2 separate regions of the Mus musculus genome follow, and region 2 is linked to region 1. The links are chromatin contacts, called in public Hi-C maps. All regions are on one chromosome and are shown on one strand. Each heading gives the region's core, a stretch centred on a gene start, on an enhancer-like site or on the middle of the called end of the contact. The rest is flanking DNA. Distances are from core to core; before and after follow the strand shown. Region 1 holds the start of Depp1 (DEPP1 autophagy regulator). Region 2 overlaps Tmem72 (transmembrane protein 72).

What was found. A called contact is a pair of places that touch in the nucleus more often than the background predicts.
Region 2: a contact with region 1 is called in a Hi-C map of bone marrow-derived dendritic cells, with 4 times the contacts expected there. The contact joins the enhancer-like site here to the promoter of Depp1 in region 1. A contact is called at or near these places in 7 of 39 promoter capture datasets (the C10 cell line, cancer-associated fibroblasts, embryonic stem cells and 3 more), 7 of 15 datasets of contacts at CTCF or cohesin (embryonic stem cells, hippocampal excitatory neurons, large pre-B cells and 2 more), 181 of 484 Hi-C or Micro-C datasets (the 63-12 cell line, the AML12 cell line, the AtT-20 cell line and 94 more), 27 of 115 datasets of contacts at active chromatin or transcription factors (the HPC-7 cell line, the NIH/3T3 cell line, Th17 cells and 14 more) and 7 of 9 other capture datasets (adipose tissue, embryonic stem cells, embryonic tail and 4 more).

The regions. Positions count from the first base shown.
Region 1 is chr6:116,647,708-116,654,500 of GRCm38.p6, forward strand. Depp1 (DEPP1 autophagy regulator) reads left to right here and starts at 2,977. Exons shown (of 2, transcript NM_145980.2): 1 at 2,977-3,138; 2 at 3,986-5,140. The coding sequence starts at 3,991. The coding sequence ends at 4,608. Rassf4 (Ras association (RalGDS/AF-6) domain family member 4) reads right to left here. Exons shown (of 11, transcript NM_178045.4): 4 at 1-2.
Region 2 is chr6:116,690,881-116,698,633 of GRCm38.p6, forward strand. It overlaps Tmem72 (transmembrane protein 72), which reads right to left. Exons shown (of 5, transcript NM_178768.4): 3 at 7,441-7,512; 4 at 5,927-6,066; 5 at 1,845-4,649. The coding sequence ends at 4,171. Among named protein-coding and RNA genes, the nearest start is that of Rassf4, 21 kb to the left of the region's middle. Within about 2 kb of position 3,306, at least 54 of the 459 cell types and tissues checked have an H3K27ac peak or open chromatin away from gene starts, as enhancers often do. A contact at or near this core is called in the 63-12 cell line, B cells, the C2C12 cell line and 19 more, where this site is marked.

The DNA of each region.
Region 1 (6,793 bases), core at 1,727-4,226:
TCCTGTGGGAGAAACACAGGTCAGTCATTTCAAAAATCCAGAAGCTTCCCTAAAGATGTCTGTCCTTCCTCTTTGTGACCTGCTCGGGAACACGATGCTCAGCCCCCCAACCCTCCCAGGGAAGAGCGAGCTGTGTGTGCATGCTTCAGTGCACGAGGGCAGGGACCAGCAGGAGGACACATGAGGTGTTCCTTCCGCTGCTAAGTCCAGGCCCGGCCAAAGGCAGGGCGGAGGCCAGCATGGAGCTGCTGAGTCAGGTGTCCCCTAGGACACCGCAAGTGTCTGGCAGGCACGTCTACACTGCCGGGAGGAAGCACGAGCGGGGGGAGGCATGCCTGGACACTTGTACTGGGCTAGGCTCCTTGACTCAAAGGGCACTGGGACAGAGAATCCCATAGCCACCAGGCTCTACTGGACATCCTACTGTCTGTGTTCCCTGCCTTGTTTTTCTCTCCACACATCCATCAGTGGCAATGCCAACTGCCTTTTTTTTCCCCTAATGGTGGATGCTGGTTTGCCTAACACTTCTGGGACATTTCCATGGTCTATCATGAGTATTTCATGCTATTTTCATACTGAACCTTCAGCCTTCTCCGACTTCCTTAGGTCTCCAAATGAAAGGACTGCTACTCAACCCACAGTATTCCACCCCACAGGCACCCTCCTGACTCTGGCTCAAACTTCTTCGGTCCTTGGTTCTTTGTCTCTGACGTATTTCCAGCCTCTCTCTCTTCATGGGACTCTCTAGGCTCCCTGTACTCTATGATTACTCCATGAGCAACTGTACTGTCCGGGACCTACCTGAAACCTCTGGCACCACTGAGAGACTCCAGCCTCACTCTCTCATGGCTCTCACCCTATATTTTATTTATTTACATATACGTCTTGGGCCAAGAACATTTAATATAAGAGTCCCACATGTACCCCTATTCTCCCCGTACCTCTTTTCTCTTCTCTTCTCTTTGGGTATTTATTCAGTGATGTTCTACATCCAGTTACCGCTTAAACCGTAACTAATCTCTTTTCATATCTATTTGCCACACAGTTCCCATCTTGGATGGTGGCATGGATAGGCCTACTAACCATGATTCATGATGGCTAACACGCACACTGAAGATGTTTGAGAACACAACGGATGATGGTGATGACGTGGGGTCTAATTAAGAGTTCAGCCAAGCTTCCTAATCCATGGAACAGGAAGCTAAGCAAAGCCTGCGATTAGGTCTCTGCTATGGAGTGATGCTAAGGCATGGTGGTGAAGGGTGTGCTAAGTGAGGTCTGAAGACTCACATACTTAATGGCTACTTAAACGTACAGCACAGGGGATTGCAGTGGGCCTGGTGCTGCCCCGTGGATCTCTAAGATTCATTCATCTGGAAGAACTGGGGTCCCTACTTCTCTTTCTTCCCTACCACTCTTGATAGCCATCTTCCTTCTTTCTGCCTCTATGCATTTGAGTTATTTTGGATTCCACACTACACTTAAGTGAAATCATGCCCCACCCACTGCCCCATGGAGTCTCCTCTCTCTTCATTGTCCTGGAAAGCCCCCGTGAAAACAGGGATGTCATGAGAACCTTCACGTGGGGATGGCCTCACCCCCACTCACAGTGTGGATCTCATGGTCGGCTAACAGTCATGCCTAGTTTCAAACACCTCACTGACCACAGAGAGAAGAGTCTAAGGCTATCAAAACCACACACAGCTTCCTGATACGGCCTCACAGTGTTTGCCTAAACAGTCAGGCAAAAGGCTGGAGTCCTGTGGAATCATTCAGGTGTAAGTTGGGAATTGTCACCTGACTTAAGCATTGTTCAGTATCTCCAATGTCCCCATGCCTTTACCCATGACTCTAATGCTACACTTGGAATGCATAGACACAAGACCAGCAGCTCACCATGCTGCAGGAGGCTAGTGTCTGTCCAGCCCTCATGTATCAGACCTGAACGTACTGTTCCCTCTGTAACTCCTCTTCCTCCCGCTTCTGAGGGTAGGTGAGCAGAGGCGCTGAGGCCTGAGAAACGCAAAGCCGGTTCCTTCCCAGGGCTGTCCATCTTGCCTTCAGCTGCCACTGTGTTGGTATCACCCTTGGAGTCCCCTGGTTTCTCACAGCTGCTGTCATTTGCCCGAGCATGGCATCTGGCAGAAGCCACACTACAGCTCCTTACTCAAACCTATAGTGCCTTGCCCTTGCTTTGGTATCATCTGGCCCACCTGACCTGGACCACCCCCTCTTCTGCTGCTCCACAGCCCTTCGGCGCTCTATTTTGCAGCCATCCTGAGTGCTGAGTCACTGCGCCTGCCCACTGATGACTCCATAATCCTTCTCACTGGGAAACAGGCATCATACGTGGTGATTTGTCCACAGTATTTGCTATGCCATTAGCAGTCACTGGCACATGCCTGGCCAACAACGGGCAAGCAAATTTCTCCTTGAAAGTATCTGAGATGTTATGAGAGAAGTCAGACAGACTGTCAAGCTGCCCCGGCACTTGTGTAAGGTGATGTCCCTCACCCTGCAAGCCTCATGTGTTATCATGATCATAAGTGTAGGCCTGGAACTCAGCAAAACTTAGCACAAGGCTGGCGTGTCACAGGATCACAGGTCCTGGGGTAATCCATAGTAGAAAATACTGTGCTATACCAGACAGGGGTGGAAGCCCATGGGGGTCCTATGGAGGTCCCAGGTTCCAGCAGTCCCCAGGTCCCAGGAACCCCCAGGCTGGCTTTGCTCTCTACCCATAGTAAAGCTGTCTAAGTCAGGTGAGGTGGCTGCCCCACACCTCACCCTACAGTGTAAATATTTCCCAACCTCCTGCAGGCACATACACAAATTCCAGGCTGGCAGCTGGGCCAAGCCCCACCCTCTGTGCTTTCCCCTGAGAACCTTCCAAAGTGCTGTTATTTTGAGCTTTTCCTGACAATGATTGATGACCGGAGGAACCGTGTAAAAGCAGCAGTGTGTGTTGGGTTTGCCAGACCGCACAGGGGAAGAAACCACAGCACATCGTCCTGACTGTCCTCTTCCCAGGGACCAAGAGCTAGAGACCCGGCTGTGACTGCCCGCCTCTGGGGCTTCCTTTAGAGGAGACAGTCTTTACCCATCTAGACTCCTGCCACCCTGACTGCTGACTTACAGGTAAGAAGAGCAGCCACCCTTTGGCTTGACACTTTTAAAACACGGGGCTAGTTTATCTCTGAGAGCATCTCTCATCCCGAGCTTTCACGGCCTGACTACTGGATAGAGAGCAGGGGGGTGGGTACCACCGACCACTATGATAATAAGGTGTTTATACAAGGCCTTTGTGTTTACAGGAGAGCTGTGATGTCAAAGCTATGTCTCCGTGAATTTCCCCATATATCCCTGCCAGTGGGATGTTTATAACCCTATTTTTCAGACAAGTAATTAGAGGTTTAGAGAGGTGACATTGCCAGTCTCTAAGTCATTAAGTGGCAGAGACGAGTTTAAAACCTAGGTGTTCTCTGACCCCACATTAATACCCCCCCCCCCGTTTTCTTACCTGTTCGTTCTTCATTTTAAAATTTTTAATTAATTTATTTTATTTTATATGCATGGATATTTTGCCTACACTAATGTATGTGTGCTACACACATGCCAGTCAGACCCCTGGAACTTGATTTATAGATGGCTAGAGCCACTATGTGTGTGCTAAGAACTGAACTCAGGCTCTCTGCAAGAATAAGTACCCTTACCACTGAGCCCCGACTATCTGGCTATTCTTAAACAACACTAATGATGAAGCCTTAGTGAGCTGGGTACTTTGGTGGTAGCTGGAAGGATGAGTGCGGGTGGGGGCAGGGGGGTGAGCCTTGGTCTCAGATCTGCAGGTTTCTTATTGTTTTCTGGGTACCCGAGCCCCGTGTAGCATCTCCGATGAGGGAGAGGAAGTAGGAGGGTGTCAGGGTGGCATGGCGGGCTCGCCACTGGTTTCCTCTTGGCTAACAGGTTGCTTTTGCTTTATTAGCAGCTATGAGGTCCCGGCTTCTGCTGCCCGTGCCCCATTTGCCAACGATTCGGGAAATGTCAGAAGAGCTGTCACATGGGGCAGCTGGGCAGGAACCCCCAGCGTCCCCCAGCCTGGATGACTACGTCAGGTGTATCTGTCAGCTGGCACAGCCCACCTCAGTGCTGGACAAGGTCACAGCCCAGAGCCGTCCCAACAGACCCTCCCGGCCAGCCTGGACTCGAGAGAAGAGGCGCCAGGCCGAGTCTCCAGGAGACAGCTCTCTTTGCGTCAGCAGCCTGCAGCCCACACTGCCCTCTCCCGGCACTGACAACCCTCTGGACTGGCTCTTTGGGAAGTCACAGGGAGAGCAGGCAGATGGGAGAGGTCGACCCAACAGGACTGGTTCTTCAGATCCCTGGGATGTGCCCAGACAGATGGGCAAGGACACGGGGAGACTCTGTGAGGCCAGGGTACCTGAGCACTCTCTGGGAAGAAAACCAGGGCCCAGGCACCAGACCTCCGACCTGAAAAGCTGGACTTCTAGAAAGTCCTGCCGGGCCTTAGCGTCCGTCTCCAGCTCTCGCCCCAGCAGTATCCTAGGTACTCTCTATTTGCACCTCCCAGTGATCCATGAACTCTAACTCCTACCCCAGGAAAAACCCATAAAGGATATGGTGGGCCCCTGTGCTCTCTCTAGCTTTCCTCTCCTGTGGTGGACACTTCCTGGCAGGTCTGCAGGGACTGGGCAATTCCTAGTGAGACCCATCCTCTAAAGAGCGATGACAGTCTAGCTCCCACAATGCGACTTTGACTGGTACCTTTTGTGTCTGGCTGGCCCGTGACTTTGAAGCGACTCAGTGTCCTCTATGTCTTGGTTTTATCATGACTAAAGTGAGTGTAGGTGGAGTGACCACCTCCCAGATTGCTCTAATGAGGAGATGCGGGCTGTACTCTGGGTGGCTGCCACAGTCTCATGAGAAACCAAGGGCAAAGGACCAAGGAAAAGGGTCTCAGGCCCCTAAAGCAGTGGCTTTCAACCATCCTAATGTTGTGACCTTTTAATACAGTTCCTCATGTTGTGTGACCCCCCAACCATAAAATGATTTTTGTTTCTACTTCATAACTGCAATTTTGTTACTGTTACGAATCATGGTGTAAATCTTTGAGCTTTCCAGTGCTCTTAGGTGGCTTCTGTGACAGGGTCGTTCAACCCCGAAAGGGGCTGTGACTCAGGTTGAAAAACACTGTCTTAAAAGCATCCAAGGAAGGGCCTGGCCTCTATGCTCTACCTTCAGGCATATATTTCCAGAGGCCCAACAAAAGATATGAGGTCTCAGCAGATGTATTACTGTGTTTCATAGGGATTGTCACCTAGGTACCCAGGGGACATGCTATCTTGACTCCAGTGTCCAAATCTCATTGTGGTACCAGAGAATTAGAGAATTCTCATGCTCAGGGCCAAAACAGAATGCAGCACGTAGCCTGCAGGCTGTCACATACTGGGTCTAGTGGTCTCATCTCTGATTTTCTTGCATGTGCCCACCAGCTTCACCTAGGCCCTTGTTACAGAAGGGGGCACATCACAAAGCTGTCCAACCCCATTATTCTGGCTAGGTCGGGATGTCCTAAGGCTTTGGAAATCCAGACCAGCACTGAGTTCCCCCAGTCCAGAGAATGTCAGCTCCTGGAGGCATCTACCAAGCAGGGAAGTTTGGGACGGGAGGGTTTCCCTTCTCAGAGAGGTGGGTGTGGTCTTGGAGACTGGAAAAGAATCAGGACTCAAGGCCCAGCATCTGCTCCCTTGTATGGGCTGGAGCCAGCTGACCACACTCAGGATGGAAGGGTCTAGGAAAAGAGAGACGTTAACCACTTTCATGTCCTCTTTTGCATATATATTCTTAGAATCAGAATGCAAACCACACAGCAAAAAGAAAATACTTCAGACAAGTGGTCTATTCAGTTTTTTTTCTTTGTTTGTTTGTAAAATGCAGGAGACCAACACAATCCTTTGTCCTTGACAGGAATTGCAAATCTGTACACATGGACATAGATAGAGGTGCAGTTTGCATCTATCACAGCCTCAAACTGATCTTCTACAAGAAAGCCCTTAGGCAAAATGTCCCCAGGTATGATAGGAAGGCAGATCTACTGCAGAGGGGGTAGCTGGCTGGAGACTAGATGGGCACTAGATGAGACACCGAGCCTCTTTACGTCGTCCCCATCTGTGAAGCAGTGTGGAAACTGGGTCAGAGGGAGACTCCTGGCACGTGGCAATGCATTAGTGAATGTTCCACCGGGAACTCGCTCAAATATTCTCTGACGTGAATGATGCTAATCAGCAATTTCGAAGGTGCTCTCCCCACAGCACCCTGCCATACCTGGTCCCACCCAGGGGAGTCCACTAAAGATCTGGCCAGACAGTCTAGTACACAGTTTGTGCTCCTAGGGAAAAGCTGCATAGATCTCAGGCTGGAAGGGTCCAGGGTTATTTCAGGGTTAAGTGGATCTTCCAGGCCTAAGAGAGGGGGCAGGTCCACCTTTCTAAGGAAGGGTAAGAGTGTAGGAGAGTACACTCTTGAGTATCTCACACACTGGAGATCCAGAAGAGAATAAAACTGGATGTAGTGTGACACATGGCCACCAGGGGGAGACTAAGAACCACTATACGGTTAGGATAGAGGCTGGTTGGGAAATCCTGATCAGATAGTCTGGGTGGGGTTATAAGTCTCTGATCACCCTGAATAGGTTTATATATCAGCATTTCCAGAGGACAATCAACTTCAAAAGGTATTGGCTGTTCTACACTTTTCAGTGACAGAAGCAAAA
Region 2 (7,753 bases), core at 2,056-4,555, 44 kb after region 1:
GTTATAAATACCAATTAAGGCCACGTAACCAGTTGCAGAAACGAGGATTATAAAGTAATATGAATGCCCATTGTAAATTTACTAATGCGTTTGCGATTGTACGAGGGATAGTTATATCATGTTAGGCGTACTTACAACCTTGTTATTGTTTCATGTGAACATGAGATATTATTTGTGTCAAGTTGACAAGGGGTGGATTGTAGTGGCTATTCCTGGTTGTCAACTTGACAATATTTGGAATGAACTACAATCCGGAATTGGAAGGCTCACCAGTGACCCTTATCTGGAGGCTTGGAGATCCTTATCTGGATCTTGGTTTGAAGATCTTGAGCCACAGTGGCTATGGATTCCAGAAGATTGAATCTCCGAGTTTAAGGAACACACCTTTAATCTGGGCTACACCTTTCATCTGGGATTAAAGGTGTGGTGGAACATACCTTTAATCTGGGCTACACCTTCTGCTGGAGACAATATAAGGACATTGGAAGAAGGGAGCTCTAGCTCGAGCTCTTGCTCCTTCGCCTGCTTGCTGCGTGAGACTGAGTAACTGCTAGATCCTTGGACTTCCATTCACAGCTGCGACTGAACAATTGTTGGGAATTGGGCTGCCGACTGTAAGTCATCAATAAATTCCTTTACTATTTAGAGACTATTCATAAGTTCTGTGACTCTAGAGAACCCTGACTAATACATAGCCATTGTGAAGCCACTCAAGTAGGGGAGTGGGGGATCTCCTTTGGAGAAGCCCACACCATCACCACCGTGTATCAGTTATGTAATATCCTTCCCCCCACCTCCTCCCCCATCCCCCTCTCTCTGCCAGCACCCACATATACGTGAACGGTGTACTATCCTCATCTTTATCCCATCAACTCTATAACTTGGTTTCACTCTCAGTTGTCTTGAAATTGTTTACTCCTCTGGAGTCAGTGCTCTGGCTTTACCTGACTGGAAGCCGTTGAGGGAAGCAGTTGTTAGGGAGACTGCGCTGACCTGCAGCCTCTCCACCCCCAGGGTAGCACCTGTTTAAATGATAGGACCAGAGAAATTTCTGGGCACGCTCAACTTGTATCATGAAGTCAGTAGACGTTGTGATATAGTTAAGAATAAGGGAAAAGATGCTTTTGGTACAGAACATGTTTTAATATAAGGATCTGCCGCCTCTAATGGCGCTGGCCTCACTTAGAGTCTTAGACTGGGAAGGATGAACCAAGGCTATCAAGACCCACTCTCTCCTATGCTCACCCATCTAGGAAAAGTATCCCCCAAGATCCTTTGCTGCTGAGGGCTTGGCCAGAAAGAAAGAATGGAAAGCTCAGAGATCTGCCCTGGGGAAAGGCCTCTTTCAGAACAGAATGTGAAGAATTCACACTGAGTCCTCAGAAACATTGTAAATACATCTTGGAGAGAATAAATAAATAAAAGGGTGTTCAGAACACCCTGGTGCTGGTAGCAATAAACAAATCGCTGAATCCTCACTTAATAGAGAACTAGACGCAGAGAGCCAAGGAGACTCCTGTGGGATCAGCCTATCCTGGGAGATGCAGAAACTGCTGCTCAGTGCAGCCTGTGCCCATTTGGGAGCAGTCAGGTCAGGGTGTGTGGAGGCTCCAGTTACCTGATTCAAGTTATGACGTGCTCAGGACAGTAAAAGTTACAAGGATACAAAGCAGATTAGTGGTTTCATAGGACAGAAACTGGGAGGCGAGGGGTGAGTCTTAGTGGTTACAGGGCTGGATTTCTTTTTTTGGGGGGTGGGGGTGGGATGAGCATATAATGAACTTGAGATGTGAATGCATATAATGAACTCAGATTAGAAATACACTAAGATCCACTTAACTGTATGGTTTAACTTGGTCAATTTTATGACAGCAAACTACATCTTATTAAGGATGTTTAAGAAAAGCAAAGCAAGCTAACCAACCAACCAACCAACCAACCAACCAATCAACCAACCAACCAACCAAGAACCAAAGATTTCTAACACTATATAAGCTGATGAGAGACTGCAGTGGTTTGAATGAGAAATGTCACCCATCTAGTTGGTGCTGCTGTTTGGGAAAGTTATGGAGACGTTAGGAGGTGCAACCTCACTGGAGGAAGTACATCCCCAGGGGTGGGCTTTGAAGGTTCACAGCCTCATGTCACGATTGCCCTCCCCACTCGGCCTCATTTTCAGTGTGTGGATGAAATGTGGCCAGCTGGCCTCTAGCTCCTGCTGCATGCCAGGTCTTCTCTGTTATCATGGACTCTAGCTCTCTGTAAGAACTGTAAGACACACACACTGTTTCTTCCTTAAGTGCTTTTGGTCATGGTATTTTATCTCAGCAACAGAAAGTAACTAATACAGAGAGAGAGACACAGGGAGAGGACCTGGCTCCTCTTGGTTAAGGGCTTTGTTCCCTCTGGCCTCTGGCCTCAGTCGGGCTGGAAGCTCTGCTCCCTGACCTTCAGCCTTGCAATCTGGAGTTAAGAACCATCTCCTAGGTCTGCACTGGCCTCACCTCACACAAATTCATGGTATCATGGTAGTGTTTTCTTGTTCTTCCTCACCGTGAGATCCCCGTAGTAACAAGGACATACCCACCCATGCCCCATATTCCATATATTTTATTTTTCCCTGACTGCACTATCTAACATCCTTCATTGGAAAAGCCCCCTTGGCCATCCATCAGCTGCCTATCTTTTGACCTGAGGGATGAGACCTACTCCAGGCCCCAGCTTGCTTTCTGCCTTCACTCCTCACAGTCTTAGCAACGCATCTTCTATTTCAAAAAGTGTTCTGTCCATCTGGGATGCTGGCTGTGCTAAGCACCAGGCTAATACCAGCTTCTAGGGTGTCTCATTTCAACACATTTCCAAAACAAAACAAAGCAAGACAAAACCAAAACCAAAACAAAACGACGTCATAGGTGCTGATCATTGTACCGTGAACATCTTCCTTATCTAGACTATAAAGTACAAGATTTGAGGCTTACCCATCAGAGAGCCCTGAAGTGGGTCCCCTCCTCAGACACAAACTATAGGACTCTTAATTTCTGTTGCTCGCTCACTGGGGGTCAGCTATGAGGAATAACATGCCTTTATTATTTTTTTTTTCTGGCAGTAATCCTGTGGACCAAACATACTATTTAGAAAAGATACTTTGCTAAACTTTTTACTGAGAACTATCTAACTCAAATTCCCTGCCACCTCTGTAGTTCCAGGATGCCGCCATGCCTGCCTGCTCGCTACCCTCTCCCCTGTGCCCTTCCCTCTGCTTCCTCCCCTCCTGTCTATTTTGAGTGATCATCTACTTAACAGAGGATCTACTCCCACGTATCTAAGCATGGCAGAGGTACTTCCCTATGCTGTGTGGCTCTCTGGGGCAGTCTTCTTGGGGCCTGAACTACAATGACTACTCCATGCTATGTCCTAGCCATTTCTGCTACAGATGGCCACAGGTTCTCAGACCCTTTTAGATTGAACCATCTATACCACCTACTTGGACTCTGAACACTGCTCATACTGTTGGATAGGGGGTAAGTGAGGGGAGGGCAGGAAGCCCTGAGTTATCCTTCTGGAATGAGAGATGCTCTTCTGGTCAGCTTTCCTGGCAGTGAGCACAGAGTGGTATTGTTTTCCTTGGTGATTCTGAAATGCCTGCTGCCGAGCCCAGTCCCAGAGTATGCTGAGAATGTAGCCCACTGCCAGGCTGTTCTCACTTGAGATCCGAATCTTCTTTTCTCATATCTACCCTGAGCAATCTTGCTTACGATGCTAATATAGCCCTGGGCCTTTGGCACCAGTAGGTTGTATCACAAGCAAAACATACCATAGAGTTCTTGCTGAAGGCTGAACCCTTTGTTGGGTGCAAGGGTGAACTCATGTCTTCTGTTCCTTTAGGGCTTAGAAAGTTGGGTCAGCAGCCTTGTGGAGAATGAAGCCATGGTCTCTTTTCCCACCTTTTGACAAGGAGACTATGTTGATTACACATGTCAAAGCTTCATTTGTACCTTGCTGGAGGTCACCACAGATCTGGCTTGGTACACTATCTCATTGTTCTGAATGCCCAGCTACCACTAGGATGCGAACAGCTGGCCAATGGAGACCCTGAGTTCTCTGCAGGGACTGTGGCTATTAGGACTCTTCTGGCAGGTCCATCCATCTGCAGACCTCTAGCTAAGAAGCTCAGAACAGGTCAGTGGCCATGAGAGAAGGCAGAAAGTGTGGGGTCTGGGAGGGAGGGATGATGGGAGTTGTGTCAGAGCTGGTTTCTTCTGGTTCACTGTCACTATCACCCAGACCTTCAGTGAGGGATGGGATGATTCTGACCACATTGTCTTCAAAGTGTACCTGCTTTTTCTTGGCCAAGGAGTCAGCCGGCTCCAGTGCCAGTTCCATTAGGGTATCTTGGGTCTGCAGGACACGTGGCTTCTTGGTCCCCTTTAGGATGCTCTTCATGTGGATAAAGAAGGAGCCAGGCCCCTCCTTGAAGGCCTCATGGAAAGTATAGGTTTGCTCAGTGTCCCCAGAGCCTGTGGTGCTCACGACGCTGCTGGAAGGGTCTGTGTACTGCTCTGTGGGGGGTGCCACCTCTGGAGCAGCCTTTTTTTTCTTTCGCTTGCTCAGCAGGAAGTAGGCCAGGCCAGTGATGATTAACATGGAGCCTGAAAAAGATCTGGGAGGTCAAGACACTGGACAGACATGCCATGGAGGAAAATCAGAGGTAGAGCAAGCCTATCAAAAGCACCACTGCTGTACTGTACTGTACAGCCATGCTCAGCACCCTGATAGGTCTAGCCTTCACACACCCACACCAGACTCTGGGGCTGATATGATGGCATGACACAGCTTAAAGGTTCAAAGAGGACCAGTGCTGTGGGGGGCCAGGGTACAAAGGAAGGGATCTGTCTGCTCTCTGTGCCCCACATCCCCTCCATATGGAGAGTTGGTCTTGGTATTGACTTCATTACACCTTCAGTTTCCCTCTTGGGGTGGATTATCAAGGGCAGGCATGTGTGATGGCTTTGCTAGATATGGATTCTGCTGGGGATGTTGGATTTGTTGGATGTCTTCTCACTCTCAGAAATGTGGAGATTCCCCTAGTCCTCACCCAGTGAGCTTGGGGAGATGTGAATTTCTCATGTTCAGTGGCACAGAGACTACTGCTCATGAATCATCTGGGCTAGCCTGTAGACTCTGCTACAGGGTCTGCAGAAGCCAGGAACCTGACCACCAGTGCCCACCAGTCCTAGGGTCTCTTCAGTCTGCCTTTTCAGAGGGCAGGGCTTGTGGTTCACTCAGTGTCAGGGTGGATCCTTCTATTACTTTCTTCAGGGGCCGTGGCACATTTGCTAAAGAGGAGAGCTTAGTCTCCTTCAGTTTAGTCAGGGGCTCTTTTGGTCTTTCTGATGGGCCCTGGGAGGGCAGTGTATGTATAAATAAAGAGAAATCAAAAGGAGGGTTGTAGAAAAGAAGGTAAGAGACAGAAATGTAGAGGTGGGGATGGATGTCAGTTCTGGGGTTAGAAATTGAGCCACCCTGCAAGGCACTAGGAGGAGGAACAGAAGATAAGCTGACATGCTGTTTAGTGTGCCTTCCTAACCCAAGCCTGGAGCTTACAGCCGAGTGGGTAGGTAGCCAGGAGATATGCAAGGGTCTGGGCTGAGGATTAGCCATTTCACTCTTTGAAAGTGGCCAGAGAGAAGACAACTCAGAGTCCCGGTCAAAGGTCCAACCTCTGGATGGCTACGTCCAGGAGGGCTTCACCTCAGGATGTTCCCACTGCTTGGTCAGCATAGTGGACATCTGACAGTCATGCTCACATACTGGGTCAGAGAGGGTAGACAGGCTGGTAGGGACTCTGAGAGACAGAACCTGCTCCTCCTACTTAGGTCACATCTGTGAAGGACCCACATATGTCCACTACCCCTGGTGCTCCTACCTGGAATGGTCACATGCCAGACCAGGACAGGGTGGAGGAAGCAGGCCACTGACAGCAGCATGTAGGCGAGGAACTTCTGGAAGCAGCCCAGCCAGTGGGCCCTCTCCTTCGCTCTGTGTGCCAGAGACCCCGGCTGGCACCTGGGGGATGGGGTTCAGCATTATCAGGTTAGTAGAAATCATTACCCCAAAGTCCCAGCTCAGCAGAAGGCCGTGGGAGCCTGGGGCTGAGCCCTGCAGTATCTGTGATCTCTGCAGTAGCCCTTGATGGAGTATCTGCAGGGGATGGAGTCACAGAAGCCCAGGGTCCTCACACTAGGTTCTCTGGTTAGGAGGCTTCCTTGGGACACCCCAGAGGGTCCACAGGCTTCTTGCAACCCATGTGTGCTTTCAGCCATGGTTTTGACCAACAGGAAAGGGAAGCTGATGGAAGTCTTTGGAATTTGGGGGAAGTCTTTAATGTACAAGTAACAGTACAGTACAAGAGCCATCACCCCAGGATCACTGTGTGGATGGAACACTGCACACTACACAAAGAATAAACATACTGGGATTTGGCTGCATCATGCTCGCTGTACCCTGCCAGGCACAGGGCAGAACAGGCCTGGAAAAGCTTCATTTTTTAAAACTGACACACAGGGATCATTCAGGGTAAAGGCAGAGCCCTGATGCTGAGCAGATTTCTTTAGGGACGTGGCCTATAGGTTTCCTTACAGGCAAACTAAGACAATGCCTGTCCTTGGACCTTTGATGCTCTCAGAGCATCACTGTCCACAGGACCTTGCCTGCTATAGCTCCTTGGCACCATCTGGTGTCGGTCTGTGGGTGTATATGTTCATGTCCTTGTGCAGTGGGAGATGATGCAGACAGGACTCTGAGACTAAAACATTTCTGCACATCCCTGCAGTGTCAAGAATCCTTTGAGATACAATTCAGCACAAAGGGGAGCATGCTTCTGCCTAAAGGCTGAGCCTCAGAAGCAGGTACTAGACCCCAAAGTGCTAAGGTCTGGATCTCACTGACCATTTGAGAACCTGGCTACCTGGGCTTTGTTAGCCACAGTCCAGGGTCTGAGCCCTTACCACACTGATGGCCATTTTGACACAGTGAGCACCGGCTAGGCAACAGTGTTGCCTTTGTGGTCTGAATGCTGGAAGAGGCAGAGCCAGTTACTCCACACAGCTCTGTCACCTGCAAGCTGAGCCTTCCACTTGGAGTGGACAACCTGGATACTGGCCCAGAGACTGAATGCCCTGGGGTAGGGAAAGCTGACTTTTCCAGGGAGTCTGGGTAGAGTCAAGCTCCGACTGGATTTGTCCAGCCGAGAACAACAGAAAGCAGGTGATGGAACTGTGCTGACCTCAGCCATCTCCAGTCCTGGTCTTGCCTGCTTCTGGAAGGAGAACCGGTCCACAGTGGCCCAGCAGGACAACCTCAGCCATGGCCTGCAGGTGAGGGATCTGTCTGGGGCTGGACTGGGAAGGGATGTAAAGATTACTCCTGGAGGCTACTCACTTGAAGCAGATGGCCAAGAGTTGAGCCACAAAGTAGGTCCCTTCACACACAGAGATGGTGACTCCTGTAAACCTGTGAGGGGGGAAAAATGTGAGGGAGGCCCCCCTGTGGGTCCCCCATTGATTTATCAAGGTTGTCTGCCTATGTCTCCTCTGATTCCCAGACATCTTCACCGACACACTGGCCAGGATCCCTGCCCCCATCTATTCATGTCTCCATTAAACATCCCACCAGTGCTGCCTAGATGGCACACAGGTCTTGACTAGAGTGGCTGGAGGAGAGGTGAGGAAGAAGCTGAGGCCAGCAGGTAAGA